Regions from separate parts of the Triticum aestivum genome. Here region 2 is linked to region 1. A link is a contact called in public Hi-C data. All regions are on one chromosome and are shown on one strand. The core of a region is the stretch at or near the end of the contact, and the rest is flanking DNA. Distances in the headings are between cores, read along the strand shown.

Region 1 (2,866 bases), core at 158-2,657:
TTTATGCATAATTACATTTGAAATAATATGATCTTTTGGATTCAATTCAAGTGGTTGAATAAAGATAACGAAAAAGTATATTATGAAGGTTGGGATATGGTGACTCTGAGTTTGCACGTCACCTGGCCATCTTTCAAGATATTACGGATCAGGCTTCATATGCAATATGACGACTACAAATATGGCAACTTAGTTAGAGTTGCTCTTAGCCACATTAAGCCAGCCAGTCTGGGGAGCTAGACATAGTGACATTACTAGTTGTTATTTAGCGGATTTATTATTCCTTAGGCATCTGAGAATATTTTTCAGATTGGTCGATTTTTTAGTAGATGTAGTGCGAACTTTTGAGGCCAGGCGAAGGCGACATGGCTGGCCGCGTTGCTAATGGCGAGACCAAGCTAGGACCACGTCGGAGATTGGGACGAGGATTTAGAAGTGTCGGTTGGGGGCTTTCGTTCTAAATGGGACTTAGATTAGATGGTAGTTGAGCTTGAGATGGGGAGATGACATTGGGAAGGGAGGGAGGGGAGCCAGGGGGAACATGGCGCCGTGACTGTGTGATGAGTTGGGCAGAGAAACCATCGGTGAAACAATAACACGAGGCGACCATTGGCTTGAATCGAACAACTAGAGTCAATCGACTGAAACTGAAAAAACTTAGTTACCTACCACATGGATGCTCTCTTACTTGAGTCGTTTGCTTGTCGACGATAACATATGAGCACAAGTCTTTGTAATGTTTAAGGACCCTCCGAACCTTGAAATAATCATTGAAGACATCAATACACATTCGCACTTGCGATGAGATTTAAAAATCGCCGAAGCAATGTTGGTTGAAGAGTCATCCGACGCGATACGGACTTGCAATCAAAAGTCGGGCAAGTAGCTCTCCTTGAAAGACGCATCAACCGCCAAGATATGAAGAAATCTAGGGACACAAACTATCACATGCCCTTCCTTGACACCGAATATGGCGTCGCCGAGGCAGGAAAAACGAAGATACCTTATCCCAACACGCCATCGCCGGCACCAAGCCATTGATGTTGCCCCGATGAGGCCACGAGATGGGGAAGAGGAGGGGAACGCAAGCGGTGACATGTAAGGAAGTTATATGGCCACGACAGCTAGCGTTGGGAGTATATCACAACGCTATCATAGTTTCATGTGCTTTAAAAATAGTTAAGGGGCCTAGCTATTACTCCTAGAAGCTATGTTTTCAGAAGAAAAAGGAAAGTACAAAAGTGTTTTTTTTAGATTTCTAAGAATAAAAAAATGTGACGTCGGAACCCCATGAAGACAGGCGGCCGATTTTTGTGACCGGCCCAGCCCGAAGCCCGCAACGCTGCGCAGAGGTGTAAACCAAGATAAAATCCCGCAGCCCAGGCCGCCCTAGCGCGCGTGTCCACGGAGGTCACACCTCCTCCCCTTTTCCCTTCTTCCACCTCACGCCATCGGCGCCGCCTCTGCCTCCCAACCCACCCTAGCCGCGCCGCCCGAAACCCCCCGCCGCCCCGATGAGGGGCCGCGGCAACCCCCAGATGCCGCCGCACGGCTTCGACCCGCGCGCCGCCGCCTTCGCCGCCGCGTGGCATGGCGCCGCCTCGGCCTCCGACCCCGCGGCCGCGGCCATGAACCCCTACCCCTTCGCCCCCAACCCCCAGTTCGGGCAGGACCCCTTCCATCTCATGCTCCCCCACCTCCTCCTCCAGAACCAGGCCGCCCTCGCCGCGGCCTTCCACCACCAGCAGCAGTTCCAGCAGCATCAGCACCAGCATCAGCATCAGCAGTACCAGCAGCAGCCGCCGCTCCCCTCCCCCGGCTACGCCCAGAGCCCTACCACCCCCAACGTGCAGCACCGCCCGCCCAACCCCTCGCCCTCGTCGGCCCCGCCTCAGCAGCAGCCGCCGCCGCCGCCGCGGAACCCCGCGGCCCTCGAGAGGGCGCAGGCGGCGGCGACCAAGGCGCGGGACGAGCTCACGCATGCGGGCCAGGGCGTCACCGGGTGGAAGGTGGCCCAGGCGGCGCTCGTGGCGCTCAAGGCGGACTCGTGGGGGTCCCTCGGCGTCCATCTCCACGACGTGCCCGTCCTGCGCGAACTCTTCAGTATCGAGGGCAAGGTCAGTATTCCTGCTCGGCTGAGATCCCGGTAGCTCGCACCTTACGCGACTGCGTTACCTCGCAAGGCTCGTACATGTTCTGTTTTGAATTTACAGATGATTTCATCTGCAATTGCTGGAGCTTGGTTCGTTCAGAAAAAAACGTTGTTAACCCTGCAAACTCTGCTTCTTCTGCGCTCCAGTTCATAATTGAACTGCCATGTGTTGGCACCATGAGGCAAACTGACAGGGTGCGGCGCTGCCGTGTGCCCTGCTCTCCCTCTTTTACTAGCTTTGTCATGCTTATATAGGCCTTCGTCTCATGCCGGATATCGTGCACTACTCTGTTCTGATTTCATTTGTAAACACAAGTGGCGCTGAGATTGTTGCCCTGTGTTTGGTGAAGTTGCCAGTATGTTTGCAGAGTGCACTGCACCCAGACTTGTGCACGTTCCATGCCTGCTTTGTTAATTTCGTCACATGTTCTCATCTTATCAGATAATTTACCATGTGCTAAACTCCGCAGCACCTTCTGTTCTGCTATTATGTAGAAACAGAAGAGTAAGGAAAAGGAAACCTAACTAATATGCTCCCTTGCCATAGCATAGCATTGTAATTCACTATGGCTCTTCTCGCAATAATTGAACGTTGGGTAAATGATCAAAGTTAGTTTGCTCATGTTAAATTAAGCGCGGGAATGCTTCTTTTTGCTCATTTTCTGTAGACAGTGCTGCTTAAATGCTTGCTCATTTTGTAACAAGTGCCAGAAT
Region 2 (2,866 bases), core at 167-2,666, 200 kb before region 1:
CAACAGAATTCTTCGCTCTTAAATGGGAACAACAGACATTCATACTAAACTGAACTTACTAGAACAGCATGCAGTTCGTTGTCATGCAATGTGCATAATGACATATATATTGCATACAAAGAGAAAGTGAATAGTGAAAACAAAATTGAGGATCTGCTAGTATGTTTAGCCTGTTAGGTTAGTAAATAACGTTCTAGTTTTCCTTGAAATGTTTACTTTAGGTAGGTGGCTTATGTTGATATCGTCTAAAAGTTCTGGCCGCAGATCATCTCCATTTTAATACAATTTATCACACAAATCAGCATTTTAGGCTTACTTGTACATATTAGTGACTTATATTTCGTTGTATGGAAGAATGTTCTACAAATTTCAAGACCTTTACCTGTTAGATAAACGGGGAAATGATATCAAGCATTGATCAGTGAGCAACCAAGGTTTCAAATACTACATGATGATGCTCAAAGCAATGATTGATTTTATGGCATGGCAAAAAATGAACAAACTACAAACAGACACTAGAAGCAGTCTATCGGCTATTGGCTAATCAAGGAAAATTGAAATGTAAAGAGACAGCAATTACGAGCTAGCATACCAATGTTGAACAGGGCAAGCTCTCTCTCCGATACATTTGGCTTCGCAACCACACCCTCAGGCTCCACCGTGACAAGAACATAAACCTATATTTCAATCACAAACAGCCATTATAAATCATCTCATCAAAGGGCACGCCACTCTGATTCTGCAGCCAAGCAACAATTCTAGCTAATAATTCACTGAACACCAACCGGCTTGGTGCTCTCAGCCTGGAAAATGATCTTCTCCGTGTTGAGCAGCCTCCTGTTCTTACTCCCCTGGTCCTCCACAGCATCAGGATCGCTCACGAGCCGAATCGAAAAGCTGGACGGTATCTGCAAACCACAAGCAGCGCCTTCAAGCACAAGAAGATGCAATGGGTTTACTGGCGAAACAAATGGTCTTTGTCTGAGATCGTACGGAGGCCGGGTAGGAGATCTTGACTTCGTACCACGCGGGCGGCCGCAGCCCGGCGAGCCTGTAGACCCTCCGGCCGTGGCGGAGCGGCATCGTCTCGCCCACCAGCTCATTGCCGACGCTGAGGGCCCTCGCCGACTCCTCCGCCTCCAGGCTGCTGCGGGGGCAACGCACGGCGGAGCTGTTGGCGAACAGTACCAGAAAGAGGCGCGGACGGAGACAGAGAGAGAGGGGCGCACCTGCGCGCGGAGGAGAGCAGGAGGAGGACGATCAGGAGGACACGCGGCGGCGGCATGGCGAGGAGAGCGGATGCGGCGGCGATGGCATCCGCGCGGGCTCCCTCCGGCGACGGCGAAGCAGTTGCGAATGCCTCCGTGAGAGGTTACATGGGCCTACACGGTACGCATGGTGTGGGCCAATAGCGAGCCGGACGGCCCAACAGAATATGGGCCTTATGGGCCATTTTGCTGGCCGGGTTAGCCCATCCAGACGACCCCCTTCCGAAACCCTAGCCCCCAAACCCCAGCTACATAAGCCACTCCCTCCGCCCGCCGCCGCCTCCTCTAGCCTCCAGCTCTCTCTCCCTCTCTCTCGCCTCCTCCCTCCCCCTGCAGGAAGCTCGTCGAGGTAAGCGCACGCCCTCCCATCGCGCCAGGGCATTTGCTCCCGCTCCTCTGCCGGATCTGACCCTGGGGTTTGGTTTTGCGGCCGCAGATGTCGTCCGAGGCGGCGAAGGTGGTGGTGCCGGAGTCGGTGCTCCTCAAGAGGAAGCGGGAGGAGCTCTGGGCCGCCGAGAAGAAGACCAAGGCCGTCGAGGAGAAGAAGAAATCCAGCGAGAACGTCAAGGTCATCTACGCCCGCGCCAAGCAGTACGCCGAGGAGTACGATGCCCAGGTCAGATCGCTGCTCCCGCCCGATCCCTCGCCCCTTAGCGGTCGCTTGCTCGTGCGTTCGTGCTTAGATTTAAGCGTTCGAGGATGCGTTACGTTGGATCTGTGACTGGGTCATTTGTATGCGGTGACTCCTGTTCGTACTCGATGCGATTTCTGCTAATAATAGGTAGGCATACACATGCATAGATGTAAATACTCGTTCACGGTGATGCCGCAGTGACCTAGAGATGCCCTTCGGTTCTTAGCTGTATCAATTCTTTGCATGTTGTTGTATGTCCATGTCCCATGCCATTGTGTGTGTGTGTGTGTGTATAATGACCTAGGCCAGATTTGCATGGTGTTGCAGCAAAATGAAATCAAACCTGAACCATTTAAGGTGATTTAGGTGCTGTATTTTAGTGTGTCGACTATAACTGTTCGGTGTAAATTGCTGCAATCTTTGTTCAAATTTGACGCCCAGCTTAGTGTCATTGAAATGTTTCCTTCTGCTTGATTTGACGCCCATCTGGTATCTTTGAAATGTTTCCTTCTTGAAGGAACTATTAGCTCTGCTTCTAATAGCTTAACTTTGGGAAATATACTTAATGCTGGTTTTGTTTGCAGGACAAGGAGTTGGTTCAGCTTAAGCGTGAGGCCCGGATGAAGGGTGGGTTCTATGTCAGTCCTGAGGCTAAGCTGCTGTTTGTTGTCAGAATCAGAGGGTAACTCACACCACCTTGCCACTGTTTGTCTTGATGTGTATGTTGTGTTCATTTCTGGCTTAAGTTAATGCTAATTTTGTCAAATGTCTGGCTGCAGTATCAATGCCATGCACCCAAAGACCAAGAAGATCTTGCAGCTGTTGCGTTTGAGACAGGTGGGTTGGACAATTTGTTGGTTGTGTCAAGTTTGAACTTGATTCATGCGTCCATACCTTGTTTGAAATGATTTTTTACTTGTGTTTGTTGTGCCAATTCTTTGATTGTGCAGATATTCAATGGAGT

The links. Hi-C and Micro-C count contacts between places; a contact is called where the count stands out from the background.
Region 2: a contact with region 1 is called in a Hi-C map of leaf, with 4 times the contacts expected there. The contact joins the promoter of LOC123105504 here to the promoter of LOC123105502 in region 1. A contact is called at or near these places in 2 of 5 Hi-C or Micro-C datasets (leaf and root).

Annotation. Positions count from the first base shown.
Region 1 is chr5A:635,626,354-635,629,219 of IWGSC CS RefSeq v2.1, reverse strand. It overlaps LOC123105502 (protein NO VEIN), which reads left to right and starts at 1,407. Exons shown (of 13, transcript XM_044527583.1): 1 at 1,407-2,117. The coding sequence starts at 1,515.
Region 2 is chr5A:635,827,080-635,829,945 of IWGSC CS RefSeq v2.1, reverse strand. It overlaps LOC123105504 (60S ribosomal protein L7-2), which reads left to right and starts at 1,416. Exons shown (of 7, transcript XM_044527585.1): 1 at 1,416-1,617; 2 at 1,705-1,884; 3 at 2,487-2,584; 4 at 2,682-2,739; 5 at 2,853-2,866. The coding sequence starts at 1,705. It also overlaps the pseudogene LOC123105505.